Linked DNA regions of Anas platyrhynchos: region 1 is linked to region 2. Evidence: chromatin contacts called from public Hi-C data. All regions are on one chromosome and are shown on one strand. Each heading gives the region's core, a stretch centred on a gene start, on an enhancer-like site or on the middle of the called end of the contact. The rest is flanking DNA. Distances are from core to core; before and after follow the strand shown.

Region 1 (7,042 bases), core at 848-3,347, 57 kb after region 2:
GAGACAATGACTGTGGTTTGCGTGGGACAAAGGCAACCTTGTTTCCGTAAAAAGGGACAATCCTAGCGTAAGAAGCACAGGAAAGCCTACAAGGTAGGACTCTGAGGTGAGCTTTCATTAGTCCCACCATCTCTATCATAGCAGGCTTGACACTGTATTGTCTCAAAGGCAACCGACAGAAGGTGTTTGCCTTTCCATAGGGCTCAACACTAGTGTGAATGCAACTCTTGAAAAACTCTTTGTAGGACAAGCCTTTGGAGATAGGTATCTTGGGAAATAAATGGATTGCTAGTGGGTAAAGAAGCATTAAGTGTCAGGACACAAGTGTTTCACTGTTACTAATCATGCATTCCATGGTCACAAGCATGTCACTGCATCTTTGCTTACCTGCCATGAAACTGGTTTAATCATACTTAACTGCCTAAACCACAGATGTGGTGAAACTTGAAGAATGCCAGTAATTTCTGAGGGAGGTCGCAGAGTGGCAAAAGGAAATGAGAAGCTATTAACACACAGTATCTTAAGTTATGAATGAAGAGTGTCAACTTTGGTGTAGCCTAGAAAATGTCACTTACCCGCTATTCTTCCTATTGGCATTGCATGGTCCTCAGGAGGGGATACAGACACCATGATGTGGTTCATGTAAGCTAACTCTTCTCGGTGGGACAAGTTGATTGGCTTTACCTCCCTGTGCAGCCCATCCTCAGACAACCTTGGAGGTTTGAAATCGGAGTGCCTGGGGTTCAGTATCAAAGGATGCATGATAGGGCTGGGCATCAGCTGGATGACCCTGGTGTTCTCCTGGCGAGGGCTGGAAGGCTTCTGGAGCACCTCAGGAGGAGGCGGGCAGTGGTTGTTTTCTACTGGGGACACTGAGAGAGGATAGGACTCCTGGTGGTTGTTCTCTTGCTGATGCCTTGACCCTGGCATTCTGTCAGCTGGGGAGAGGTGACGGATAGTGTTGTCCATAGGGGACTTCAGTGGCCACTGATCGGGGTCTGGTGATGGACGGTGGTTGTTGGTGATGGGTGATCTAGAACGATGCAACAGTTCAATGGTTGGGGTACTGTGGTGGACTGTTTCTGTGGATGGTCTTGAAGGTCTCTGGACAAAGTTATCTGTGGAGACAAACAAAAAAAAAATAGAGTTTATATCATGATCAAGCTATAGGATCTAACTGTTAAACTACTAGCTGGATTTACTGGGTACTGCTATTAGCTGGAAAATGTTTTTGTTTTTTTTTGTGTGTGACTTACAGATCCACTGAAAAATACCATGTAAATGTAGATAGTTGTTACTATACTGAACAAAATCAGTACCACAAAAACAATCTCCATCCACCACCACATATGAGTAGCTCCTGGGGAAATGTGTTAAGAGAAATCCCATTTTGAGTAGCTGACTGGAACACTTGTGAAGAAAGTAAGAGCTGATCTAGCTACACTAACTGTATTTCTGTACAACTGCTTTGGAACTTTCATCCTGTCATTCACATCTCTATGTGTGGTTCCTGTTACTGTACAATGAGCACTGCAAGGTAGAGGACAGAGATAAAAAAAGAAAAATGTCTCCTGAAAAATACTGAGTGATAAGCTTGGGATGCTAGAGATTTGGGTCAGGGCACAGAATCTTAGTGTGAAATATGGACTGGGTTATCCAAGAAAACTCACTGGTAGGCCGCTCTTCATGAAATGCTAGCTAAATTGTATCCCTGCCTTGATTTTAAAAGTGTTAACAACTTCATATGGATATTTTCAACTTGCTGGAGTTAGCTTGTGCTGCCTTGTCCCACATAAGCTCTTATATTTCTTCAGCAGGACGACTTCCAGTGTCACTTTTGCATGGCCATACTTCCTTGGCTGTGATTCCTAACAGTTAGGGGGGGATAAATCATGTATCTGGATCACTGTCTTTAGACACTAATAATCCCCTCACAAAATGAAATGTTTGGCATGAACAGTGCACACTTTCAGCTTAGCTAAGGCCATCAATTTTGACTGGGGAAATTACTGACAGAGAGGAAAATACCACCAGGGAGCACTGACTAACAGGTTTTTATCTGAAAAACAAAGATCAAATTTCAATGCTGTTTGTTGAAAGCCTTGGATGATAACAGAAGGAAACTGCTGGGTACATGTCAACAATTGAAACAAGTAGCTGCATATTTGTGGCTGCCTGTTTGTTCACTACATTTGCTCTGATCCTCTGTAAAAAACGATTCTCTTGCTTTCTTGCCAAGGCAGTGATACCCGTTGAAGACCCTGTAGAGGTGTGCAGGAAATCCAGGGGCTCCTGCCATCCAGGAACCCAGGCAGGCAGCAGGAGCAGGACCAACATGTACCTAGAGAAAGGTATGGACAGGAAAAGCTCTAGTTCTGAGAAAATGCGGTGCCAGGCATTGACACAGTACCAGCTTTCCTATTAACTCTTTTACCCCTACTCAACAGACTGCTCATCTAAACAAGGACACTGAAGGCTCCAGGAAAACCTAAAATTTCATGGCTTCAGAACACTTATTTCATATGCTTGAGGTCCCAGACAAGAAAAATACATCTGTAGAGCTATTTAAGAAACTCACAATGAAATACCTGGAGGAAAAGAAACTCCAGAGACATGTATTGTTCTCGATTAAACACAAACAGCTTTAAATACAAAGTGGCAAGCTAGTATGTTATAACCAAAATGATGTGAAGATCAAAGAAAAGGAATTAATCTACAACTGCACCTACCTCTTTGACAGTCATTTCTTAAAGTCTTTGCCACAACTGAAAGAAAGCAGAAAGTATTCATACCCTTCCCCCCCAAGTTGTGATCAGTGTCCTATCTTCTGCAGACTATCCACTCCTGTCACTGTACTTTTAAATACACGCTGCTCATTCCTGGCCTGTAAGTGTATACCAGAATACTGTACTGTTTGTCCTACTTATTTGAAGTGACGTGTCTGTGGGGAGCAGCTATCTTGAAAACAGAAAGGATTGTCTTGCTGTGCTTTCCACTGAGCTCTTTGCAAACATTAGTTGGCTCTGACAAACTCCAGACAGAAGCAGACCTCTCTCTCCAATTCCAAACCATGGTGATCCTGAGCCAGGATAGGACAAGAGAAAGTGTTTTACCACAAAACAACCCAAACTCAAACTCAGCTCCAAGCAGTTCCATTGCCACAAATGGCCCTGAACAGAATAAAATCCTCATCACATTAATTCCTTCACACATCTGATGACTGTGAGTCGAGCACATATGGTGTATCATTTCCTGCAGGAATAGATTAATTCCTCAGTCTGGCTCTTCATTCTGAGCAACCAACAGTCTTTTCTTGAAGGGAAATCTGTGAAAGGGAAATCGTTGCTCAGGAAAATTGCTGACCTATCCGATCCACACAGGGATGGGTGGGGCTGCACTCACTGTGGATGTGAGCAGTCACTGCAGTGGCAGTCCCAAAGACTGGCACTCTGTGCTTACCCATAAAAGAAGTGCAGGGAATGACAGTGTAAGCTTCCTGTATGGCATCCTATCAAATGACTCAGTGCTGCATCAGAAAGACCACTGGCGATGCAGATAATTCACTCTCCATTGCTCATCCCTCTATAGGGCCAGAAACTGAAGCCTGGAGGGCAGATTCCAAGCCAATGCCAATGCACCTTGGAGATATCCTCAAAGGTCAACTGCTTTCAGTCAAGCTCACTTTGCTTGAGTTAGTAAAAGAACATTAGATGTAAATGTTGATCCAGACTCAGATGATTCTGGATTAACGATGGATTAAATGCTTGAAGCATTTAGAAGCAGAATCATGAATGTATTGTATAATCTATCAAGAAAGCCAGAAGAGGAAAATGAAAAAGGTCACTGCAGTAAGGACAGACTCTAAAAAATCTTCTCTGAAATTTAACCACTCATAATTGTGCCAAACAAACACCTGACCCCTCTGCTCAGTTTGTAAATTAGGCAGGGTTTAGCTCTGCCTCTCACATTTATTTATTTATTTTTTTAAACTAAGTTGCATTCCCTTGAGGGAAAACGGTAAACTTAATTGTGCTAGTTTCTCCCACGTGACTTTGTGGAACAGGAAGAAAGGGAATGTCAAAGTACATAAATAAATTCACCTGCCTATACATTTTTGGCATAAAGATTTTCTGGTTGGTCAGAGGATGTGGCAGGCAAGCTGTGGTCTTTTTTGTTTGTTTTGAAGTTCCTCTTGTACCAAAACAAAAACTATTTTTTGTTATTGTACGGAAAGTTTTAAGTAACAGTACATATCTCTCAAAAAATATAGTGGTACTATTAGTAGTCACAAAGGAGAATATCATGAAGGAGAAATGAGAATGGTTTCTTAAGCATCCTGTACTCTGTCAGAAGTTGGACAAGAATTCAAAGGGCTTATGTTTTAAGTGACATGTGAAAGACCAACTCAACATCCCAGAAATCCTCTGGGTTTTCTAGTTTGAAACTCAACAATTTTGTTCAGCTGCTCTGTATCTTTAATGCATGGGTGTCTGAGAGGGCAGCTAGTATTTCTGTTTGAAATTTAAAAACTGAAAACTATGGGTGAATGTCAAACTTCAGGAAAAAAATAGAGGTTTTTATAACGGCTGCTGCAAAATGCCTATCTTGAAACACTAGGCAACTTTCTCCTGCACAGCTTTGCCAATTCAATCTCATCCTAACCTGCAGCACCCTCTTCTAATCTGAAATATTTACACAGCTGTGTGGAAATGCTTTGGAGTGTCCTGATCCCACCTGCTGCTGTCCTGCTCTTGGCTTAGTCTCAAAGTTTTGCTGGTGCCCTTTGATTCTGACTTGCTCAGGCTGGCTATGGGCTCCTTGTACAGGTCTGACAGTGCCTCTGAATCTTGTTTTGCAATCCCATGTTGAATTCTGAGACAATTTGTGTATCTTTTCTCCACTGAGCAGAGAATAGGGAGATACCCTAGCCCAATTCTGGTTTTTAATCCTCCTCATTTAAAAAAAGGAAAAACACTAATTTTTCATATATTTAATTTTCTATTTAAAAAAAAAAAGAAATCTATTTGGTGCTTTCATTGAAAGGACCTCTTGAAAAGCTTGAGCTTTATATTTTTCTGGGTTTGGAGATAACCAGGAAGTTCTTTGGTGTGTTTATTTCCAGAAAAATAAAAACTAAAATTTCCACTAAAGGAAACATACTTATATTTTGATCTCTGCTGATACTGAATAAAGGAAGCCCAAATCTGCAATGCCCCAATCACGTATCTATTCTTTCTTCACCTCCTATGACAGGCATGGTATGTGTGGACACTACTAGAAGGCTAACTAATAAACTAAACAAATACTTCTGATGGTAAAAATGAAAGAAAACCTGCAGGGAAAAAAAAAAACAAAAAACTTTTCTCAAAATTAATTGTTCAATCATTTCAAAAGCTGAGCAACAGGATGGGCTCAGTGCCAGGAATAGCATGCCGACAGATTGTCATCTGAAGTAACTTTGAGTTAGACGTTCCTCTCTGAGGTTGCCTTTTCTCCTGCTCTGCGAACAATTGCATCTAGTTGAACCTACAGGATACTAAAAGTCCATGATGCACCTTTTCTACCCAACTGAGAATGAGGAGAAATGAATGGGGTCAATAAAACTTTCTGGCATGTTTTTTTAAACTACATTTGGCATAGCTTTTAAGCAGGCTTTGGATGCAGGACTGAATAATAGAAAATAAATGGAGAATAGATAGTAGACTCCCTAGACCAGGTGATTGTTAACAGCTATCAAGACAAAGGGAGGAGAATAGCTCTATTTAAGTAACTTTGGAACAAGAAAATGACATCATTCCTCACAGCCTTACTCAAGTGGCCTCTATAATAATAGCTCCCATAAGAATGAGACAGAGTTACCTTCATCATGGTTCTGGTGTAATAGGACCTCTGGCTGAGCATGGATTGAGTTCCCAGGGTGGAAAAAAGGTGAGAACAGCATACGAGTTTTCCTTTGCTTCAGGATATTCTGAAGGAGTTCATACAGAACATCGCCTGAAAGACAAACAGCAGGAAAAAGGAAATGAACACCTACATACTGCTGAGAAGACTCATTTAGCCATCTGATGTATGAATTCATGGCTCATGGGTGCTATTTTCAGATGCAAACATGCCTGAAGTAAAATCCTGCAGTTGACTGTTTTGCAACATTCGTCCCTGAAAGGAAAAAAAGAAAAAGAAAAGCCACGTGTCACACCTCTGTGTATGACTGTGGAATAATGGGAGTGTGAGAAGAGTCTCTTATAATCTCAATACAGGGCCTTTTCAGGCTACATAATTGCCTGTCCAGGAGTTCCAAACCTTTACAAGCAGTGTCCCACCTTCTCTCATCAAAGCCTCAGTTTTTTAACTAAGACACCTCAGGACACATAATTCTTAACTACAGAACCCATGATTATGCAGTGAGTCGCTGGGAGCAAATGTGGTGTTTTTCCCTAATTACTAACTGATTTAGGCTTCATGAGGCAAGGAGGAAGAAGATTTTGTAAAGCCTTTCCATGCAACACTTGCCTCAAGTGCTGAGGCAGTGTGCTACTGGCTACTCCAATCTAGGAGATCAGATACTTTGGGGTGAACTCAGAGACTTGAAAAGACAAGATTTAACAATCCTGAACTCCCTTGCTGTGGTGACAACTTCTGGAGATACTTGAGTGCTACAGCTGCTTTAGGAACTTCTGTACATCATTCTTGGCATCCCAGGATGGACTTCTGGAAAGCCCAAATGGGGTCCCAAAACTAGTTATTTCTTGATATTAGAATCTGTATAGGGCTCACTGTACCAGGCAATATTAGAAGAGGGATATGATGCATACAAAGGAGCTTAATGCAGAGGACTTGGTGCTCTGGATGGGCAAATAGGGTCTGCTAGTTGCTATTGTATCACTCTTCCACAAAAGTGTCTGCAGTAAATTCTACTACACCAAGCTGACATGACTTGATCCAAATGCTTGTTTCTTTTAGGGGTGCAAGCAGACTGTTCCTTGCTTCTTCCTCCCATTCCCTGTCACCAGAATTGTTATATCCTTCCTCAGAGGAACACTTC
Region 2 (6,732 bases), core at 491-2,990:
CATCCAAACAGTACACACCTAAAGTTTACATGCTGTAGCAGCATGTGTAAATGTAGCCCTGTATTTAAAGAGAAGACCTGCACCAGGCTGCTTACTACTGCTCCTTTTTCGTAAAGGGAAAACCACTGTGGCTTAGCTTGGGGTTTTGCAGGAGCAATCAACACCAGGGTAAGGCTTCATGAATGACCGTGAAGCCTACCTGAGTAATGTGTTCAGCTCTCCAGTATTTAAAGTGGATGTACAGGAAAGATGGGGAGGGACTCTTCCTCAGGGAGTGTCATGATAGGACAAGGGGTAATGGTTTTAAACTAAAAGACGTGATTACTTTAGATTAGTTATTAGGGTGAAATTCTTTCACTCAGAGGGTGGTGAGGCACTGGCACAGGCTGCCCAGAGAAGCTGTGGATGCCCCATCCCTGGAGGTGTTCAAGGCCAGGCTGGATGGGGCTTCGGGCAATCTGGTCTGGTGGGAGGTGTCCCTGCCCATGGCAGGGAGTTGGAACTGGATGAGCTTTAAGGTCCCTTCCAACCCCAACCATTCTGTGATTCTATGATGTTGTCAGATTTTCACTGCTTTTGCTCAGGAGTCTGCTAAGGTTATAGCTTTAGAAGCAGCCAGGTAAACCTATTTTAAACCAGTACAATTCTGAGGTATAAATAAGACCTAAAAGAAAAAAAAATCTCAATTGATTATGTTATTTCTGAGTCTTCAGTCAGGCAGCAGTTATTTCCTTTATGTAGTAGATGTGGTCCGCTGCAGAACTGCAAATTGGCAGAAAAGGTTTTTGCAACACTAAGACTGAAGGAGGCCATACTCTGACCCATTCTGTACCCTTACAAACAGATCACCAGTTACAACTTCTGGAGTCAATTGGATATTGAAAATAATCTGGGTGCTCATCTAGAAAGAAAAGAGTGTACAAAGGCATGCTTTGGAAACTTTGGAAAGTTGAAGTCAGACTTAGAACTTCTGAAGCCCTGATTCATGGTTCCTGAATGTGTGGGATTGCTGATGTGGTAAAAGATTTGACCCTTGAAGCATGAAAGGCAGGTCACATCCTGGGGGACTCTGTGATGAGGCATGTCTTGCTTGTTCAGCCTGCTGGAAGCCCAGAAGCTCTACATTCCCAATGTGTGTGTGTGTGTGTGTGTGTGTGTGGAACAGGGGCAAGTCCCTATTTTGTTAGTCCTTTTTTTGGCACCGTGATGTCTACTACATCTACTAGAGCATCCGTTTCTACCTCACTCTTCCTCACCGCCCATCTTTTGTGTAGACCTTGCAGCAATATGCTGTTACTTTCTCCTTGACCTGGGACCCAGCTGCAAATGCCAACAAACTCTTCTACTCTCTTGTTAATCTCCAGACTGTTCCCAAGCAGTATTCATCAGAGAAGGACCTTATTTCCAGGGGCGGTGAAGTGACTAACCCAAGATCAAACAGCAGGGCAGTAGCAGAGGCAGGAACTGAAATCTAGCCTTCTGACTCAAGTTTCTCTTGACCACAGCCTCCGGGTTACATGGCTGAACTCATCAGTGCTGTAAGTTTCAGCAGTTGCTAAGACAAAACATAATTTTCTTTCCCAGCGATATTGTATCTGTGTCATACTGTTCTCTGCCTACTCGGAAGCAGCTCCTCAGCATTTGACTTTAAAAAGGGAAGGCAAGCAGGAGATGTGTCTAAGTGGTTGCACTCTTTTGATCGATGAGAGAGGTGAGCCAGAGTGTGTTCCAGTGACCTCCTGCTATATAAAAGCTTGGCCTGCCTGACAGGACTTCTGGCTGCAGAGTAGCTGTGAGTCACAGCCTTTACTGCTTGGATTTGATGCGGATTTTTACATCAGACGCTGCGGAAACGAGGTGGCCTCTCAAATATTTGCATTGCTTGGCAAGCTAGGGTAAACGGGGGTGGATTCAGGAAGTTCTGGCAAGGGCAAGCACAGCTGGTGTTAAGGTCTTTGCAGGGCTCCTTTGTGTGTGTGCATGTGTGTGTGTGTGTTTGTAGGAAAATAGTGAGGCCCCTTGATTTTTTTCCAGCCAGGGTTCCTGGGAAGGGATGAGTAATCTGGAGATTTCCTGTGACTTCTGGAGTAAAAGAAAAAAAAACAAAAAACAAAAAACAAAAAACAACACATCACCTTTTGGGGGAATCTTCTTGGATCTTCCACCATCTCAGGAAACCCCTGAGCAGCCTAGAAAGGCTCTCCCCTGGAACCAGCCCTGCTCCATTTATTTCTGTTCATTTGCCAGTGGACGCTGCTGAAGACCCATGTAAGACATGCCATGTCAATACCGCTCTTTGTCCTCGTCCACCTGGGAAGCTCAGGGTCTGAGCTCCTGGTACCGTGCTGGGGGCTTCAGGAGCTAAACTGAGGGCAGGAGGCGAGTGGGCATGGTGTGCCTGGATGGGGTTGCTGGGAGCACTCCCCTTTCACTTCTAAGAGCATCAGCTCTCAGAGGGAGGCTGTGAGGTGTTTTGTATAGCACCTAGCACAGCTGAGTTCTGGTTCATGACTAGTCAGCTGGGTGCTGCTGCAGTTCAACTGAATAAATATCAATGACAAGAGAGATGTGGGGGTTTCCTGTTGGCTGAGGAAGAAAGGAGTGAGGTACCTCAACTCTGCACTTACTAGTATTTGTTATTTGACCTGCAATGCTGCCTTCAGGGACAAAGGCTCTGTTGTGCAAGGCACATGCACACAGCAAAGGCAGAGCCATTCCTCACCCTAAAAACAGGCATTCTCCAAATGAGCTGAGCTGCTGGAGCTCTCTGAGAGCAGGCATGCTGACAGTGTACAGGGGCTGGAGGGTGAAGCAGTGGGTGTTGCTGCAACAGGGAGCCCTGCATAGATGGTTCAGACATTAGGTGTATGTCTGAAGTACCCACTTGTTATTTCTAGACGCTCATCACCACTAGCCACAAACTTCTGTAACTAGTATTTCTCGATGTGTGCTTAGCCATTTGGTTTTCTGAGTGCTTTACAAATATTATGTAATTAGGAAAATAACGCTCTGTTTGCACAGGCAATTGCACAACCACATGTTCAAAATTCATCTTTTGGAAATGTAGCCCTAACTGAAATTTACTTATCTGCTTCTTACTCTGCCAGCTACTCTTGCCAAAATGATTTTTAATCCCCCCAGCCCCATAAATGACTGTAGTGATGATAATAAAAGGAATACAGCTTGGGCAGATAAACTGCTCACCTCTGCAGTGTAAAATAAGTGGAAAGTAAGGGGCTGATAGGGAATACGCATTTTGGATTCTGGTGCCAGTGTGTTTTCTAAATATTTAGTATAGGAGAACGGGTGTGAAACAGCCACATCCTCCAGTGCCTGATCTCCACATGCTGATAGAACTGCGGGCTAATAAGCAGTTCACGTAGCAGCTTTGCTTTCTGGCAAGGCTCAGTGCTGTGGCAGTCTGGGGCCAGGGAAGGATTTATCCTTATGACTTCCTGTACAAGGTGCGAGCCCTTGGCACAAGACTTAGTGCCCTACCCAAATCCAGGGATTCTTTTTTTTTTTTTTCCCCCCCCCCCCCCCAAAGGTTAAGTGGTTCCCACGGGGTGCAAGAAAGTGTTATTGAAAGCAGCAAGTCCACTTTTGAATATTGCACTTCTGGTAAATCTCTGATCCAGCATCTAGTGGTTAACCACTGATACAGGAAATGACATTTAACGTTTTATCACTCAGCCAGAAATGGAAGAACAAGGCAAGTCTGTATGTGGTGAAGATGGATCATTGCCTGCTACCTTCCCCTTAAAGGCACATCATTCCTTTTAAAAGGAAATGTTTTTCAAGCAGACTGAAAACCTGGAAAACAAATCCCCTCCCCCCCACCCCCCCCCCCCGCCAACCCAGCCAGGAGGTTTTGACTGTTAAAACAGGGGTGATGGAGTTCTAACCAAATGCAGTCTTCTTTCCTGCTTTTCTTCTGTGTCTTGGGAAGTGCAGCACAGGCCGGCAGCAGTGGGCAGGGGAGATGGGGCTTTCAGCAGGTGGCACTCGCTGCTCTGCATCGGGCTCAGCTGGTCCTTGGCATGGGGTGCTGTGTGCGGCCTTGGGTGGGGGCTGCTGCCAGCAAACACGCTCAAGAGATGAAGGGAAAAAAAAGAAATCAACAAAAAAATATTCATCAGAATACAGGGCCGGAACTTCAGCGCCGGTATGAATTGTGGTTTATTGATTTCAGTGTAACTGCATTGGTTTACAGCAACGAGCACCTGCCCGCTGTCAGCGCAGGCTAACCACAGCGACGGTGCTTGCTGTCTGACCTGTTCAGCCTTACTCTGCTGACAAGGAATATACTCAGGAAGAGAGCAAGCAAGACCCAGAATTAAATTATATTATATGTCCCAATCCAACCAGATCCGAAGAGGCTGCCAAGTCTGCCTATGCATATCCTAACAATTTCAGATGTTTTCATTGTATGTACTGAGGGAAAAAAAAAAAAAAAAAAAGAGCAAAGCAGTGAGGCACTTTCCTGCTGCAAATAGGATGTGGACAAATGCATTTTTTTTTAACTGTTCCAGGGGCTCTTCTCACCTAACAAGACAGTGCAGGATGTTTCCAAAGAGCTTTGCAGACTGCTAAAACTTCCCTGAAAGTGAGTACAGAAATCCACTGGAAAGCAGCATATTAAAGGTAGGCCAGTCCTCCTGATCTGTGGAGCTGCATAACACAGTTTTCTTGTGTCCTCAAGCCACAGGAAGCTTCAGAAAGGCTGTGGATGGTGGAGGCAGCAGAAGCCTCCATGAGAAGTTCAAAGGCTACGGATGAGGGCAGCTCTCCAGAAGTCCTGCTGCTCTCTGGCTTGGCTGGAATTGAAGCTGGAAGATGGGGCGAGCACTTGGATGCCATAAAGCTGGCTTGGTCACACCCACAGTGATGATCTTGGACCCCATTAGCCAAAACCTACTAGTGAAGCCCTCCTGTAGTTTAAGCACCAGCTTCCTGAATCTACTTGAGAGCCATCCTTGCAAAATCATGAGTAGATTGGGCAGAGGAAATCAAAATATCTGTGACCTAGAGACAAGCTCAGATTTGTGTTCATATGTAAGTCTGATGTGTACTGGCATGAATCTGAAATGGAGAGCAAGGATCTGCAGTAAAATGATCAGTGGGCATTATTAAAAAGGAGGAAAAGGGTGAAGTGTCTTTCCAGCTGTCAGCACACTTGTTGTTCAGTTAGATTGTCGCTTCTTCAGCCTGCTGCTAATTTTCCTTTTCAGTAACAGAAACTTGCTTGAATGCAGAATGTAAAATGAGAAAGCTGTGGGAACTGCTTGGAGAGTACAGATGAGGCCCTGTAGGAACACATGTGCATCAGCCACAAAGAGCAAAGATGCACGTGCATTTAAGGATCCGGATTCTTAGCCCTTAATGCTGCATGTCTTTGATAGCATTATGATGTATTTTGCACACCAGAAAGACCATCCTGTGTATAAAAATCTCTTCTCTCCAGCCTTGCAAAGCAGTTGGGCACTGGTCCTGCCAGAAAGTCTGTAGAGACTTGAGCAGACCTTTGGCCTCTCTGAATGTTTGCCAGCCAACAGCAACTGGCATGATCAGTGCCTCAAGCTACACCTTGGGAAGTGCTGCTATTTATCTCTGCACTTGATTGCACCCAATTACTTGCTAAGAACACGTTCTTTGAAAAAAGATCTGGAGCTGGATTCTTCTCTCATTGCGACTCTGCCAGCTGCCGTCCCCAAAGCTATTTTTAATCAGACAAGCTTCTCTGTCCCTGCCAAAAAAACTCGTAACAATTAATAACAATAAAATGAAGGTAGCCTGGATAAATGAGTTGCACTTGCTCTATAAATCAGCAGCAAAGGCAGCTAGGGAAGATCAGCGCTGCATCGCTAATTCGCTGTCTTCCCTTTCGCTGTAGCCTGGGTCTTCCGGTTCACTCTCGGTCCCTCCGCTTTGCAGTGCCACCAGTCCCCATGCTGCCTGTGGCAGGTAGGCCAGCAGATGGGCACGGGCACCTCGGCACAGCGTGTTGCTTTGATCCATCTCATTGCGGATGTGAGATGGGTGTGAATTATCCCGCTTACGTGCCCGTCACATTGCACTGCTAAGTTCATTAATTCTGGGAGCTGCAATACTACAAAGAGCTGTGCCCACAGCAGGCTTGGTGGTTAGGTTAAGTCTCTGCACTGTCATGTCACAGTCTCTGGTGTGATTATTTGCCTGCAGGCATGTGTGTCCCTGTGCTGTGATCCTGTCAGGAGATAAGCTGTGTTGGGCTGGATCAGAGCATGGACAGGAGGCCTCCAAGGACACGTGGCCAAAGCCATTTCAGGCAGCAATCCCATTAAACAGAAGGTGGTGTTATGCCCTCTACCTGGGCACAAACTGCTGTTGCCCACAAGTGGTAAGAAAGCATTCCCCGATAATTTTATTGGAAAAAAAAAAAAAAAAAGGCAGGGCAGGGCAGGGCAGGGCAGGGCAGGGCAGGGCAGGGCAGGGCAGGGCAGGGAAGGGAAGGGAAGGGAAGGGAAGGGAAGGGAAGGGAAGGGAAGGGAAGGGAAGGGAAGGGAAGGGAAGGGAAGGGAAGGGAAGGGAAGGGAAGGGAAGGGAAGGGAAGGGAAGGGAAGGGAAGGGAAGGGAAGGGAAGGGAAAGGAGGGGAAAGGAGGGGAAAGGAGGGGAAAGGAGGGGAAAGGAGGGGAAAGGAGGGGAAAGGAGGGGAAAGGAGGGGAGGAAGAAAAAAGAGAAGAGAGAAGAGA

What was found. Hi-C and Micro-C count contacts between places; a contact is called where the count stands out from the background.
Region 1: a contact with region 2 is called in a Hi-C map of liver, with 2.3 times the contacts expected there. The contact joins two enhancer-like sites. A contact is called at or near these places in 2 of 8 Hi-C or Micro-C datasets (liver and skeletal muscle).

The regions. Positions count from the first base shown.
Region 1 is chr1:70,729,079-70,736,120 of IASCAAS_PekinDuck_T2T, forward strand. ETV6 (ETS variant transcription factor 6) reads right to left here. Exons shown (of 8, transcript XM_038181037.2): 4 at 5,860-5,994; 5 at 576-1,118. Among named protein-coding and RNA genes, the nearest start is that of BCL2L14, 75 kb to the left of the region's middle. Within about 2 kb of position 2,098, at least 2 of the 8 cell types and tissues checked have an H3K27ac peak or open chromatin away from gene starts, as enhancers often do.
Region 2 is chr1:70,672,206-70,678,937 of IASCAAS_PekinDuck_T2T, forward strand. No RefSeq gene overlaps it. Among named protein-coding and RNA genes, the nearest start is that of BCL2L14, 18 kb to the left of the region's middle. Within about 2 kb of position 1,741, at least 3 of the 8 cell types and tissues checked have an H3K27ac peak or open chromatin away from gene starts, as enhancers often do.